Linked DNA regions of Oryzias latipes: region 2 is linked to region 1. A link is a contact called in public Hi-C data. All regions are on one chromosome and are shown on one strand. The core of a region is the stretch at or near the end of the contact, and the rest is flanking DNA. Distances in the headings are between cores, read along the strand shown. Region 1 has its middle 14 kb from the start of LOC101168073. Region 2 has its middle 21 kb from the start of tmem53.

Region 1 (7,330 bases), core at 2,089-4,588:
TAGTTAGACCCTATAGGCTTCCCATGACTATTTACAAAGCACTTTTTCCAGCACACACAAAGGAACACGTTTAAATACCTCGGCGGGGGAATATATCCAAATCAACTTTCGCTCCAACCAGACTTTAGCCGCCGGTGCATTGAACTTGAAACAATCTCATAATCCAGTCACATTAGTTTCGAGTTGGTATGATCAACTACTTGCAGGCAATTACCTTCACAATAAAGGCCCTCAGCTTGGTTCAGTCTGCATCGATCCTACCTGAGAATGGCCTCCCTCCTCTCCCTGCCAGAGGAGTGACAGCAAGAGCAACAAAAAGATGAATAAGTCTTTTCTTGGTGGGAATTGGCTGGAATGGAAGGAGGGAAAAATAGCTGGATGGTGCGAAACTCAAGATACTGATTGCTTTTTGCCTTTTTGTGTCATCTGGTAGAGAGCTGGGGGGCTCGGGCGTATGCAGGCAGATTGATTATGAAGGAAGGGGTTGGGGAGGAGATCGGAGGAGTATGTAGATTACTTTGCCCCCCTGAGCCACCTGACATGCACAGGGCACGATGGATTTCCATTTGCCAAGCTCCACGCATGTGTGCGATTTCCATGACGCCGTGGCCCATGAACGAGTGACAGAGCTCCGAGCCACGAGGGAGGACAGGCTGGCAGTCGTAATCCAACACACACACACACACACGTGTTTACATGCTGGGCGGACAGCAGCAGGAATGGAAAACAAATGAAAGCATGCATGGGAACAGATATTAAGAAAAGGCAGAGGTGACACACCTTCGTTTCCATGCACACGACTCTTTCATTCTGCAAGTGCTAGGTGCCATTAAAGGCAGATTTACAAGAAATTGGACCAAATTCCCATTGTCACTTTCAATGATGGCACCCGTGCAGCAACCCAGAGGAGAGAGTGAAGTTGCAATTTTTCTTGACTGCTGTATTTTATTATTTGTATTTGTATTTTAAAATTCGTGACACTCCCCCTTAGCTTGTATTTTAATGTTACTTGCATTTCTTTAGAAAGAAATAGTACTTGTTTCAGCCTCTAGAAGAGTTTCCTCCTCCACACTTCGGCTCTTTGCTGTCCTTGTCTCTTCATGCCGTGTTTCTGTGGGTTAATGGCGAGTTGGTAAATCAGCCGGGCGTGACGTTTGTCCCATCCCATCCCATCCAGGGATGACGCGATTTCTTTTAATAACTATGTGAGTGACAGAGAGAGGAAGCATGCGTGTGCGCGTGGGGGGCTTAGCTTTCCTAAATTGGCATCCAGAGGGAAGGACAGAATTCTAACCTTTATTAATAATTGAACCATACGCACGTTTTGCTGTAAGACAGCATGGTGATGTTATACATATATATACATATATAGTTTACTGTGTTTTTCACACTATTAGGCCCACTTAAAAGCCTTAATTTCTTTTTAAATCATGACGGTGCATTTTGTAATCTGGACTACCTAATCTATGGATTAAACTAGTTGTGTTTACTGATTGCTGTCAAAATGACAAGTTTGGATGTTATTGTAAAAAAAGCTAAGGCAGCTAATGTGTTGCGGTGTCGGACGGTGGTTTTTTTTAACGTTTCTAATAAAGGTTGGGATTTATTGTAGTCACAGAAACGTTTGTTTTGGCGATATCAGTCTGTTGTTTGTTTTTTCCATGTTACAACAAGGTTCGGAGTATTGTAAATGCGTCAATGCATCCATCATCCATCCATCTTCTTCCACTCACCCGGGACCGGGTCGCGGGGGGGCAGCAGTCTAAGGAAAGATGCCCAGACTTCCCTCTCCCCGGCCACTTCCTCCAGCTCCTCTAGGGGGACGTCTCGGGGTCAGCAGAGAGACGTAGTCTCTCCAGCTTGTCCGGGCCTCTGCCCAGTGGGACATGCCCGGAACACCTCCCCAGGGAGGCGTCCAGGAGGCATCCGGACTGGATGTCCGAGCCACCTCAACCGGCTGCTCTCGGTGTGGAGGAGCAGCGGTTCTACTCCGAGCCGTCTGCGGGTCATCGAGCTTCTCAGCTTATCTCAAAGGGAGTGACCAGCCACCATACGGAGGAAGCTCTTTTCAGCCACTTGTCTTCAGGACCTCGTTCTTTCAGTCATGATCCACGGTTCATGAACATAGGTGACTACTGGAATGAGGATCAACCAGTAAATTCAAGAGCTTTGCTTTCTGGCTCAGTTCCCTCTTCACCACAGCAGAACAGTAAAGCAACCAAAAAAACGACGGCTGCCGCTCCAATCCACCTGTCAATCTCACGCTCCGATCTTCCCTCCACTCGTGAACCCCAAGACATTTAAACTCCACCCACTGAGTCCCTTTCTCCGGTCAACTGAGGAAGGTTGGCGATGTCAAACTTTTATTTTTTTTATGTGTTACTAACAAGGTTAGGAGTTAGCGTGGTCATATGTTTTAGCGAATATATTTTAGCAGCATCAGTCATTTTTTTTATGTGTTGCAAACAAGGTTGGGAGTTGCAGGTATTGCAAATATGTGGCTGACGTTTCTAATGTGGCCAATGTGTAGCTTCTCTCAATACGTCTATTAGTTCTGTGTACCTTATGACAAAAAACTGAAAATAGACCATTTATTGACAGTGGGCCTTAAAATCCGGTGCGCCCCATAGTCCAAAAAATAGGGCATATATTTTATTTTTACTATTTTTTTTTATTTTTTTTTTAGGGAAACTGCATTCATGAACTGGAATAAAAAGAAACCAATTGTCAATTTAAATTGTTGGCATTGCTATTTCGTCAGTTCAGTTTCCAGTTGGAAAAAGACGCCCTGCAGCATTCGATGCTGGTACTTCTCTACATCTGCATTCTCTGAACTGTATTTGTTGTCACTGTGACAAATCAGTGTGTTTGATCCCAATGCAGACTCAAACATTCCCTTATTTTGCTTCTTTACTGCGCACCTACTTTGCAAAGCAGCATTCCCATTGTCACAATGATTCAGATTTTGTGATTTTTTTTATTTTGCTGACGTTTTGCCACCTAATGCAACAAAAGAGACATTAAAAAATGTCTCTGTTGTTTGCATGATAGCTGTAAAGACAAAAACTGAGAAAGGGATGTATTCAGATGAAAACAGCAGAAGGATTTAATAAAGTTTGGCGATAAAGCCTCAAAAGATGTTAAGCGTGGTACATGCGAGTAAAGACAGCAGGTGGTAAATAAGCTGTTATTTCCATGCGGGGTGACACTGTCTGTTGCCCCGTTTCTCCAAGTTAATGGGTGCTATCGTAAAACTAGGCCACTAAGGTGGACGTGGGGTCACACACAAACACACCCCCAGAGGAGCGACCTGCGCGCGTGTACACAAACACATGTGCACATACACACAGCCAGGCGTGTGAGCAGGGTGAAATATGGATCCTAATGGCTGTGTCCCATCGTTAAAAGGGCTTGGAGTTGATTTATTCGTCGTAAAACTGCTAGTTGCAACTGCCCCGCGGAGAAGAAAGGGTGGCAGTGAACTTGAGGTCACGGGTTTGAATCCTGGTCTCTGTAGGAAAGGCTAAGCTTTACGCTGACAGCATGCTTCTGCCTTTTTATGCAGATTTATGGCACACAAATACCTGCATGGGAGAAATATGACTGGATCGGCCTGTCGGAGCTGAATTGTGGTGCACGGCCTATTGGTTACAAATGACCCAGCTTTATGAGCCGTTGAGCATTGACTTTTTTTCCTTTTTTTTTTTCATTATTATCTTTATTTACCTTAAGGAGTGCAGTGTGCATTAACTTGTTACGCTTTTGGGATGAGTAGATTCTGAATTTTGAGGATTACCTGAGGCATATGTTTGCTAGCCGCTCGATTTCTGTTTCCATGTGTTCCTGCAGCTCTCCTGGTCGGAGCAGCACCTGGCAGATGGGACAGACAGGAGCCTGGCTGTCATACAGGGACATCTTCTTTTTACCTGAAAAAAATAAAAAGTCTATTAAAAAAAATTACCCAAATTTTTTTCAATATTTCCTTCTTTCCCCAAAGAAATTTAGCAAATACTCAGGCTACGATCACAAAAACAACTGCCACTGCGCAATAGGGAGGCAGTGGCAGAATCTTCAAGCCACCACCAAATCTTTTGAAAATTGTCGGCGTGGTCATGAATGTAGAAGGCGGAAGTCAGCGGCAGCCGGATCGCTGGCCTATAGGTGAATAGCAACAGCTTTGATTGGACGATGTGTACAGACAGCGATCGTCCATAAGAAGCTCCACCAAGCCGTCTGGTAGCCTGGTGGTATATAAAAAGTGGGCCATTCTGCCTGTCAAAGGACTGCCATCACGCAACCGCGAAATGTACCCGGGTGGCCACTGACCGATGTCAACTGACAGTTGGCATCAGATTTGAACTTTTTCCTAAAACCTCCCAGCTGCGCGCCCACTTGCCAAGTTTGATGAAAAACTTTGTGGAATATTTGAAGTGACCGTAGCATTAGGTCCAAATCCTGTTATGCCGGCTGATGCAAATAGGCATCAACCTGCTTCAATTAGCTATCTCAACTTAATTGAGCATCCTTTTGAACACAAACACATAAGTGAAACATTATTTATGATCATTGAAAGTCAATACAGGCATCAAGGAGTTAAATGAAAAGCACAATACCCTTCATAATGGGGGAGCAGAATGTTGCAGAGTCTTGTGTAATGTTATTTTCAGGTTAAATAAGGGGGTGGGGGAGTTTAAGAAGTGTCTGCTATAGGATGAGATAATGCTCTACAGAGTCTGCCAACACTACCTCACTTCATTGTCCTTGATCAGCGGGGCAACAGGGTGGGGCCCACCTGTTTTTGTGTGTCAGCATGTGCGTCTGGAGCATGTGTGCGTACCACAATGTCTGCTTCCCCTACAATGGTGTCTTTGACCCTTTGTGGCCGCTCACGTACGTGTGCAGCGGTGTAAACCCCATTTCTTGGAGCGTACCTCTAGCTCTGTCTGGGTGAACTAAAAATAATGGCTATTGAAATTATATCACTGCTCAGTGTTGGAGGACACTTCCTGATTTCCTGTATTCAGCCAATCAAACAAGCTTTTTTTAGACTCAGAACAAAAGGCTCCGCCTCAGCCAGGACATCCCGTTTAGACTGCTTGTCACCACGGCAACAAGAGGGCCAGGTAGGGGGAGACCCTGCCTCTCCCATGCCTTTGATGGTTCTCTCTTTAACCTTTTCACACTCATACACACACAATCCTGTACATAAAGGGACGAAAGCAGCCCCGAAGGGAAATGCATCTTTGCACTAAGAAGGCTTTGTAGAGATACAAGTAGTGACAGATTGCAAATGTTGAGAAATTTTCAACATATATGGCTTAAATCCTGCATGTCATGTGTTGTGTTTTCTTTTTCTTTTTTCCTTTGATGAAACACTTTTAGCCATGCTAAAAGTATGCCGTTGTTCCGATTTTGATGTAATTAAAAAAATCTACAAAAAGTCTAGTCCCCTGTGGTCTATAAGGAGCAGGGATTCTTAGAATCAACTAACAAATGTCTGTTTCTTTAGGATTTCAGTGATCAGAAAGTATAAATACTTATTTTGCTTTGTAAATGTTTATAGGGTTTTTGCTTTAGATGCTAAAGATATAATAGCATGTACTCCCCTCCTCTTCTTTCACCTATTCTTAACTACTATGGAAAGTGGGGATGATAAATGGTAAATGGTTTATACTTATATAGCACTTCTACCTTCTTTGAAGGCCCAAAGCGCTTTACAGTCACAGTCCCATTCACCCATTTACAAACACATTCACATACTGGTGGCGGCTCCGCTGCCGAACACCAGAGGCAAGGTGGGGTTCAGTGTCTTGCCCAAGGACACTTCGACACATGGGCGGGCAAGGCGGGAATCAAACCCGCAATCTTACGATTGGAAGTCGCCCACCTTACCACTGCACTACGGCCGTGGATGGGCTTACTCCGCACCAATACTCCGGCCCACAAGTCAGAGACGAATTTCTGGCGAACTACTACCGCTCTGCAAAAATATCCTTAAAAAATGACAGTTTGAAGAAATTTTCTAGATCAAAAACTGATCAGAGTAGAACTTTATTGAGTACTGCTAAAACACAGATAACATGTTCTGATAAAAGGAATAAGTATAACCAATGGCCAGTTTGTGGCAGAAAAATACAATATTATACCTCATGTGTACTAAAATCTAAGATTAGCTGAAAAGCTGTTGAAAAATGTGGGTGTTTTTGTCATGTTAGACTCTTCACAGCGTTGGGAGATTGAAATTTAGAAACAAACATAACAAAAAGACACAGAGAAGGGATGAGGTGTCGATGTAATGCAGCGTCGCACACACAGCTTGTCATGTCTTTCTCCTTCTTCCACTTTCGGCTTCTCCCATCAGGGGTCGCCACAGCGAACAAGTCGCATGGTAAATTTGGCAATGTTTTACGCCGGATGCCCTTCCTGACGCAACCTTCTCAAACCGGGCTTGGAACCGGCAGAGGTAGAGAAGGGAACAAGGAGCAGCCCGGAGTCGAACCCGGGTTTCACGGACGGAAGGCGCCGCAAACCAGCACGAGCTAAACTGGCTCACCGCTTGTCATGTCTTTAAAGATGATTAATGTTGGTGTACCCACATGCCCTGGTTGGGACCTCACAGTCCCAGCACGCCCTCACCCTGAGGCGCAACAAGGGAGCGTTTAATCTCGGGAAGCCAAGAAGAGTTGGGGACGGTGGGGGAAGGATGGTTGGTCAATAACAACGGAAAAGGCCTGACAGGACTTCTTAGCGAGGAGATTCTTCAGTGAAACCCCCGACTGGCGGGGTAAACGATAGACGGATGGATGGATGTAAGGAGAGAGGTGTGCATCTCCCTGACAGCAGCAGAAGAAAACCGACCTCATCCCCATAATGCGCCAAAATGGATGGTCTCATCTGATTTTCTCTGACTTCCTTTCCACCTTTATCAGACTCCTCATTTGTTATTGTTCACCTCTTTTATCTTCTGTTTCTCTTTTGCTCTTTTTTATTTTCCTCTGTTGTGGACTTGTCCTTCCTCAAACCATCGAATGACTTTCACTGATTTTTTTCTGCCTACAAGATGATCTAAAAGCATCTCAGCTGTCCAAGAGAATACCTCCGACAATTCTCATCATTTCTTTGATTTGCTGGACAATGTAAAACTAAAGGAACCCTTTATGTAAAAGTAGCAACTTCAGAGAGAGAGGTTTTTAAAAAGATTCTTCCCACAGAGCAAAAATGGTATAAAACCTAATACAATTATTGTTTAATCCTTAAATCTTTGCTAGGTTTCTAGTTGACTGATTAACATTGTTTTTTTTTACAGTAACGTACTGTAAAAGTTAGAGTA
Region 2 (7,330 bases), core at 3,270-5,769, 290 kb after region 1:
TTTTCAGACACTTGGTCTCTAAACGTGTGACCGCAAGGCCTTCCACTCAGTTTATTAATAGCCAAAATAGTGATGAATCATGTCAGGTTCTGTTAGCGCTGTGTGGGTCAACATTCAGTGTTTCTGCCCTCCATGTTGTGCGACTGCGACTTTCCTCGCCTCTCTTCAAATTTGCATACAAATGAACATCTAAGCGTGCTCAATGACATAATTGACTTGCAATTAGAAAATTTCCTGAGATGGTCACTTTGCTCTGGCCAGTCCATGGCACGTTAAAAAGGAAGAACACACACACAGAGGAGGAAAAATGGCGCCTATTTTGCATATTAATGAGAGTCATTAGGTGCCACTTGGCAATGCTTGACAAGGGGACTTATTTATGCTCTGGCCCTCCATGCCTGATTGGGGGAAAGTGTGCACTTCAACGGCCGGCGTTAATTGTTTCTGAGCATGTTGTCCGGCTGATCATCATCATCATCATGATGGGAAATTAGGCCTGCTGCAAAAGAATGACTTGGCTGACGCTGAGCATGGCCTATTATGATAACTTGGTGTAAGCTTTTAACTTCTGCTGCTCTACAACAGCCAAGCTTTTAACTGGCCACCATTAAAGATCTTGTATCTTGCTCTTTCATTGCGAGGACAACTATTGAATTCCAAAACCTAAAAGGCGGAACACAGAGCCATTAGGCTGATATTTTTATAAATGACATGAATTAAGTTTAAACACCCAAAGACGGTATTCTCCACTTTATGTGAAAACCACTTAAGAAAAACTCTAAAAGCTAGTTATTGTTCTCCATAGTGTCTTTATTGACAGCATGGCGCATAAGTGTAAACATTAGCTATAATAGAACTTGATATTTGTTATGACACCATAAATGTAATGTGACTTATGCCTGCACAGAACTTCCTCCACTCTCTCCACCCTATGGGCGGCCATGGAGCAGCGGTAGTGTGGTCGACCGCTGATCGGAAAGTTGCAGGTTCTATTCCCGCCCTGCCCACCCATGTGTCAAAGTGTACTTGGGAAAGATATTGAATCCCCGCATTGCTCCTGGTAGTAGGTTGATGCCAGTATTAAGCTGCTTTCACACTAAATGTGGTCTGGATGCATTTCAAACATCACGGCGCAATTTTTTCAGAGTTCAAATATCTAAAATTTGGCGAAGAAGATGCATTACATCGACCAATCAGGGAGTCGGCCTTGGTCTATGGTCCAAAGCAGACTCCCTGATTAGTTGATGTAGTCCAAAGTCCAAAGCCAACAAAGAGAAGAATCTGTCAACTTCCCAATATTTTTCGTATTTGCATTGAGACGATAATAACTTTTCTTTTCTTTTTGACTCTTTTTTTTCTGTCACCAGTGACCCAGACCCTGCCCATTGGTGACCCATCTACACCCATCCTAGTAAGGCAGCGCATTTATTGCTGCAGCCTCAGTCAACTCTGAACTGTATATGTGTATCTGTTGTATGTCTGATCTTGTTCAGGTTGTACTGGAACTAATTGCGTATGTCGGTGTAAAGCTGTGCATGTGACAATAAATGAATTCTGAATAACACATCCTCTAATTTTATTCTTCTTTGTTTTGTTTTGTTTTTTTAGATTTTCCACCCCAGACTATTGGGAGAAGGTGCCGCTCAAAGTGGCCGTCATTCAGACACAGCTCCTGCAGTAGATGGTGAACCTCACCGTAAAAAAAAAAGACTACTCTAGTGAACCCAGACATGGCGATGTGATTACTAATGCTCTTCAAAATCAATAAACCTGATCTCTCAACATCATCTGTGTCTTTCATGCACTATCAATAAGATTTAAAGTGATGAGGCTCAAAACTTTGACTGGTGGCTCCTCCCACACCCATCAGGAGCATAAAGTTTCTGAACCCATTTTTGAACAAGAATCCAGCAGCAAATTTGACACATGTCCAATGAGAGTTGGTAGATGCAAACTTGAATCGCGTTCAGGTGTGAATGAGCTTTAGGCAGCAGTGTGTGCATGGGTGAATGGGACTAAGACTATCTACTGACACAAAATTTACATTACTGCTAACAAAAATGAATAAATAACAATCAAAACTTAGAGGACTTATGAGTTTGTGTCATCCCGGCATATCCGAAGGTAGTTAGATACAAATTTAAAATGGGGGGGGGGACTAATTTATACAGAATGTTTTATTCTAAAACATAGACAACATCAGATTTTGGGGTTATTAGTTAAACCTCTTAAAAACGAAACAAATTAGCATTTTATATTACTGTCCAGGCAGGGAATAAATACAGTTTTAAAAAGCAATTAAGCTACATTAGACAAATAGAAGCCTTATTATACAAAAATTTGCAAGCATTCATTATTTATACACTAATTAACTAATGAGTCAGTTAGAAAACCTCTAAAATGGATTTATCTTTCACTTGATTTAATAGCTAAAACTGCAAAACATGTTGTCATGTCAGGAAATTGACAACAATGTTGTGTTTTGTAGATTTCCTTTTAGAGTTTTCCAGAGCTTTTTTATAGAACTATAATTGTAAAATCTTAAAAACGTCTACTTGTTGTTGGCATTTTCCACATACAAGCAGCACAACATGACTTGTTAGACCTGTTCAGACATTTTGTTCTTCTTATTTTAGTTTGCTGTTATAGGCCTCATCCCTGAATAAATATGTCTTTTTCTGTTTCGCTCTCAGCTGGAGTACCAGGCAAGCTGCTCTGCTGCATCGCTGACATGAGGGCTGTTCCAACAAAACAGTGGAGGATAAGGAGCATTCATGGTGTGTGTGCGCGTGCACCGGCAGACACGCAGCACCAGTGTGTGTTAGTTATGGGCTCGACAGCTTTAGCACCCTCATATTGTAAACAGAGGGGTGGTCACCTCCTCCCCGTGCTTGTTAACATCATCTCCGTCATTCAGCAGAAGCAGCGCTGTCAGCACCTCCCTGTGCCCCGGCATTATCAGCATTAACCATGGCACACACATACAACACGCGCCTGGACTTTCATCGCACAATACGCACCACCATTCTATTTTCTGCTCAAAAATTAACCTATTTTTTTTTTCACAGAGATGAATTTAGACAGAATATGTTCACTATGAAAAAGTCACATTTTTATTAGAGGACAGTTGTTTGCACCTATTTAATGTCAGGAACAGCAAACTATGATCGCGCCACACAATCAACATCATCTCTGTGAACTCCTTAATGGGCAGATCGTAAATCACATGACAGCTCTGCTACTAAAACCATCCACATGGGGGGAGCTGACACACCTACGACACGACAACTTTTATGAACACCAGTCTTGGTGGAAAGTACACACAGACAAATATAGAATTAAGTGCTCTTTTTTTGGATTATGTTTCAGCCTCCTTGTTGGAGGGAAAGTAGAGAATTACTTCATCTTGGTGTCCTAGTTTTCTCTTGAAGCAAGACGCTCAACACTAAGCTATTATATCTGCATCTTTATTTACTATGTTTTAGTGATTTTTTTTATTATAGTTTTTTTTTAGAGAGACCAAAAGTGTGTTTGTGTTTCTTCTTTCTGAAAAAAATTTACAGCAAGCACAGACGTATGCTGTTTATTTTTCCTAAGCAGGAAAAAAGCTGTGCAGCTTTAGTTAATAGTCCTTTTTTTGGTTTGTTTAGCAAAACTGGATATAAATCAAAATTTATTATAAATTAGCTTTTTTAGATGGAGAGTGTTAACCTGACTGGCGCCTGCAAAAAATCTGTAAAAAGACGGCACGCCAATACCCCCAATGGAGAATGTACAGTAAAAAAGTTTATCAAGCGTTTATTTAATAGCTTAGGTCCCAAAGTGGATATTTCAGGGGAGTAACACTAACTGTATATTTACAGAGGTTACCCAAACAAAACAAAACAACGTTTTTTTTTAGCTAAATACCACACTAAATATGCTAAATGTGAAATTTTTGCACTATAAAGCGCACTCTTTTTTTCTTTTTACAAACAGGGCTCCTTGTTATCCAGAAAACCAATAGTGGCACAATTTTTTTTTTTTTGCTTTGTTTTCAAGCACTGAACCGACGCCCCCTTTAAATTTGTACCCCGGGCGATTGGCTTACGGCCCGTGCTTAAAACCACTATGTCCACTGTACGGACAGTATGGTAAATTAGAAAAATAACCTAAACATGGTGATTTTTCGGATACCCAGCACAAAAAAAGATTTAAACTACCAAAAAAGAGAGTGTACTCAGCTGTGTTGTAACACCCCCCACCCCCCCGCCAAGAGAAAAAGGGAGCTCCAAGGGCACAAAACCACAATAAAGCAGGCTGAATTTCAAGGCAAGTCAAGCGGAAGATGCTATCAGCTAAAGCTGGTGCAATGCCACCTGCTGTGCCTGTGCTCCTGTGTCTAAGTGTCGTCTCTGGAACATAAAAGTGAAGCTCACCCCCATGTCAGATATGCTGGCCTTTCTGCTAAAGGCTCAAGAGGTTACAGAGGCTAACTACCACAGCTGCCACCACCTCTGCCCCTTATAACACACGCAACCTTTACTAGCACACACACACACTATTGCATGCTCTGGGCTCACACAGAGATGGTCATTCTGTACATCACTAGTAGCTAGTGGCCACATATTTGCCACAACTGCCAGTGCGTTTGACCTTTCCTGTCCAAGCCTAATCGGATTGTGTCCCTCTTTATGAAATCAGACGCTAAAGGTCAGCAGGCTGTTTAAGATGGCATGGAGGCCTAGAGCTATGGAATTTGCCTTGGCAGTAAATTACCTTTATCGTGTTTGGTCCGGGTGATTCTATGTCTCCCGCAGGCACCACAGGGGGCTGCATGTGGTTATACATAAAGAGAGGCCGTGTTCCTCAAAAGTGGCCAGGAAAAGCAAGTACTGCAGGAAAGGCGAAACAAATTTAATTTTACTTAGTAGCAATATGTATAGAAATTTCCAGTTGATCAGCAGATTAAGTCTTTTGAAGACCAACTACGATGAAAATTGTGTGTTTGGTGTTTTTAACATGTCCTTGTGGCATTTTTCTGGTGATGGACAAATATTAAGATAATTAAGCTTAAAATTGCATTTCTGCATATTTCTTTATTTAAATCATTGTAAAATTCAAACAAACAAACAAAAATCCTGTTGGAAAAAGAGTGTAATTGTGACATTAAAATACAATGGGGAGGCAAAAGATTTTGTGTTTTCCTAGTCCCAGTAGTCATCTGGCTTAAAACTGTACAGCTGAATAGCTCCAATATTGCTCGCCGTTTTTGTTGCGTCGTCAGTGTTAGGTTGGGAGTGTGAGGGGCTGTAAGTGTGGTGGCCGTTACATGCAAATCACACCAACAAATCGCTCAATGGAAAAACGTGATAAAGATCACAATGACAATTAAAAAAAAGCAAGACAAAAAATGAAGAAAAATCATCCAGTTATCATCGATGTCCCATACTACCTACCTTTTCCGATTTGTTATTGTGCTTTTGTTTTTAAACATTTTATATTCATTTCTGGAAATTATTTTTGCTTTCCAAGACATTTCATTTTTTTCCAATTGTTTTTTTACTATTTTTGTAATTTTTTTAATTTTCATTGTTATCTTCAATATGTTTTTGCATTGACTGATTTGTTTTGATTTGCACTTAAGGGCAGCGTATGCAAGCTACCGGGAGAACGCGGAAAAGGATAGCTCAGTTATGGGTGACAGGAAGGGGGGGGCGGGCTTGCTTCACGCCAATGGTCCTTTCCGCAACTCACAGAATTTTGAATGAATTCTGCAGAAACTGTTTTTTTTTTTTGGCTAAAAACAGCATAAACATAATTAAGAGTACAGGGAACGCTTTTAAAATAGATCAAAATAGACCAGAGTGGGACTCTAGATATTACAAGAGAATAGAAGCTCTCAAGCTTTTCTGGATAAACACACGTTTGTTTTTTGCACTTGGACACAGAGCAAAGTGACAATGATAAAAACCCCGACAGACAGCACAACATAAGAAGAAATCACATCACAAAGGATACCAGATGCTGTCTATTCTGGGAGGGGATCTCTTTCGCTGCACCACACTCACTAGAGTACACATCAACGGCGATATGCCGTGCTGTCCGTCTGAGCAATATTCCCGTCAAGCGAGAAATCTTCCTCTGGTTGTCATGTTACCCTTTGATGCATCATGAAAGTCACTTCCTGATCCTTTTCCTCCATCATACCTTCATCACTCACGTGACACGCTCCTTCCACTGGTCAAGTGCACGTGTGTGCGTGAACGGGCTCCTGAATACACGTTTGTGTCAGTTATGAAAAGAAGGAGTGCCAAATTCAGGTTGACATCCGTTGCACCTTCTGGCTACTGACAAAATGGTGATGAAGATGAAACTGAAATGTGCTGACAACAAAGAGAAAGCCTCTTGTGGGCTTTGTTATGTACTGAGAGTTCTCAAGAAGGGCAAATAATGATTTTGATCTTTGTAAAAATCATCTGTTTGTTATACATTGGATTACATCCCCAGAATTTTTTCTATTGCTTTAAAACAGCAACAATTGTATGTTTTGCATTACTTCTCAAAAAATTACAAAAATCATGCCAAAAATTTGTGTTTTCTCTTGTAACAGCAGTCTGCAGAAGACAAAAGAGCCACATTTCAAAGAAAAGAGAGATTCTAATAAAGGATGAAATCATCTCTCACTAAAAGCCTCCTCCAGAAACAATTTCAGATAAAAAATGTCCATTTTCCATTTTCAAACTGAGCCCACATTCATAACCCCTTAAACCAATTGTAAAAATTGGCCGTTCTCAAGATGAGCTGCAAATGTTTTCAGACTAATATCATTTCCCTCATCAATCGGCCACTAATGACTGCCAGGTTTCAGAGTTGATGTGAGGGAAAGGTCGATGGCACATAACTTTGTCTGAAGCCCATTGTCTGCAAACTATGGAGAGTGAGGCTTTGATCTAAAAGAGGAATCCACAGTTTACATGTAAGATTTCACTGGTCTCAGTCTTTCTTGCAGTTTTGCAAATTTTCCGTATTATGCCTTTGTCGCCTTATGGCTGTTTGCAGGTGAAAAATGGACAAATCTGTGCAGGTGGCCTGCACAAAATATCAGTCATAGACCACTGAGACCTTGTGAGGCCAAATTGTTCATGCACTCAAGCGTTTTTATGTCTTCACCTCTTTTAAGTTTTACTGTTTGTTGTTTATCATTTTTGCCAAAAATTTTCCGTTTTTTTTTTTGTGTTTTTTTTTAGTTGTTGATTTAATGTCAGTAAGATTACTTTTATATTATGCTCTACCAGATCCCCTGGTACAAACGGTGTCTAACTCCAGGCCTCGAGGACCAGTCTTCTAA

What was found. A called contact is a pair of places that touch in the nucleus more often than the background predicts.
Region 2: a Hi-C map of fibroblasts shows a contact between it and region 1, with 2.5 times the contacts expected there. The contact joins two enhancer-like sites. A contact is called at or near these places in 3 of 5 Hi-C or Micro-C datasets (embryo and fibroblasts).

Annotation. Positions count from the first base shown.
Region 1 is chr17:18,848,998-18,856,327 of ASM223467v1, forward strand. No RefSeq gene overlaps it. Among protein-coding and RNA genes, the nearest start is that of LOC101168073, 14 kb to the left of the region's middle. Within about 2 kb of position 3,339, at least 2 of the 8 cell types and tissues checked have an H3K27ac peak or open chromatin away from gene starts, as enhancers often do.
Region 2 is chr17:19,139,977-19,147,306 of ASM223467v1, forward strand. No RefSeq gene overlaps it. Among protein-coding and RNA genes, the nearest start is that of tmem53, 21 kb to the right of the region's middle. Within about 2 kb of position 4,520, at least 2 of the 8 cell types and tissues checked have an H3K27ac peak or open chromatin away from gene starts, as enhancers often do.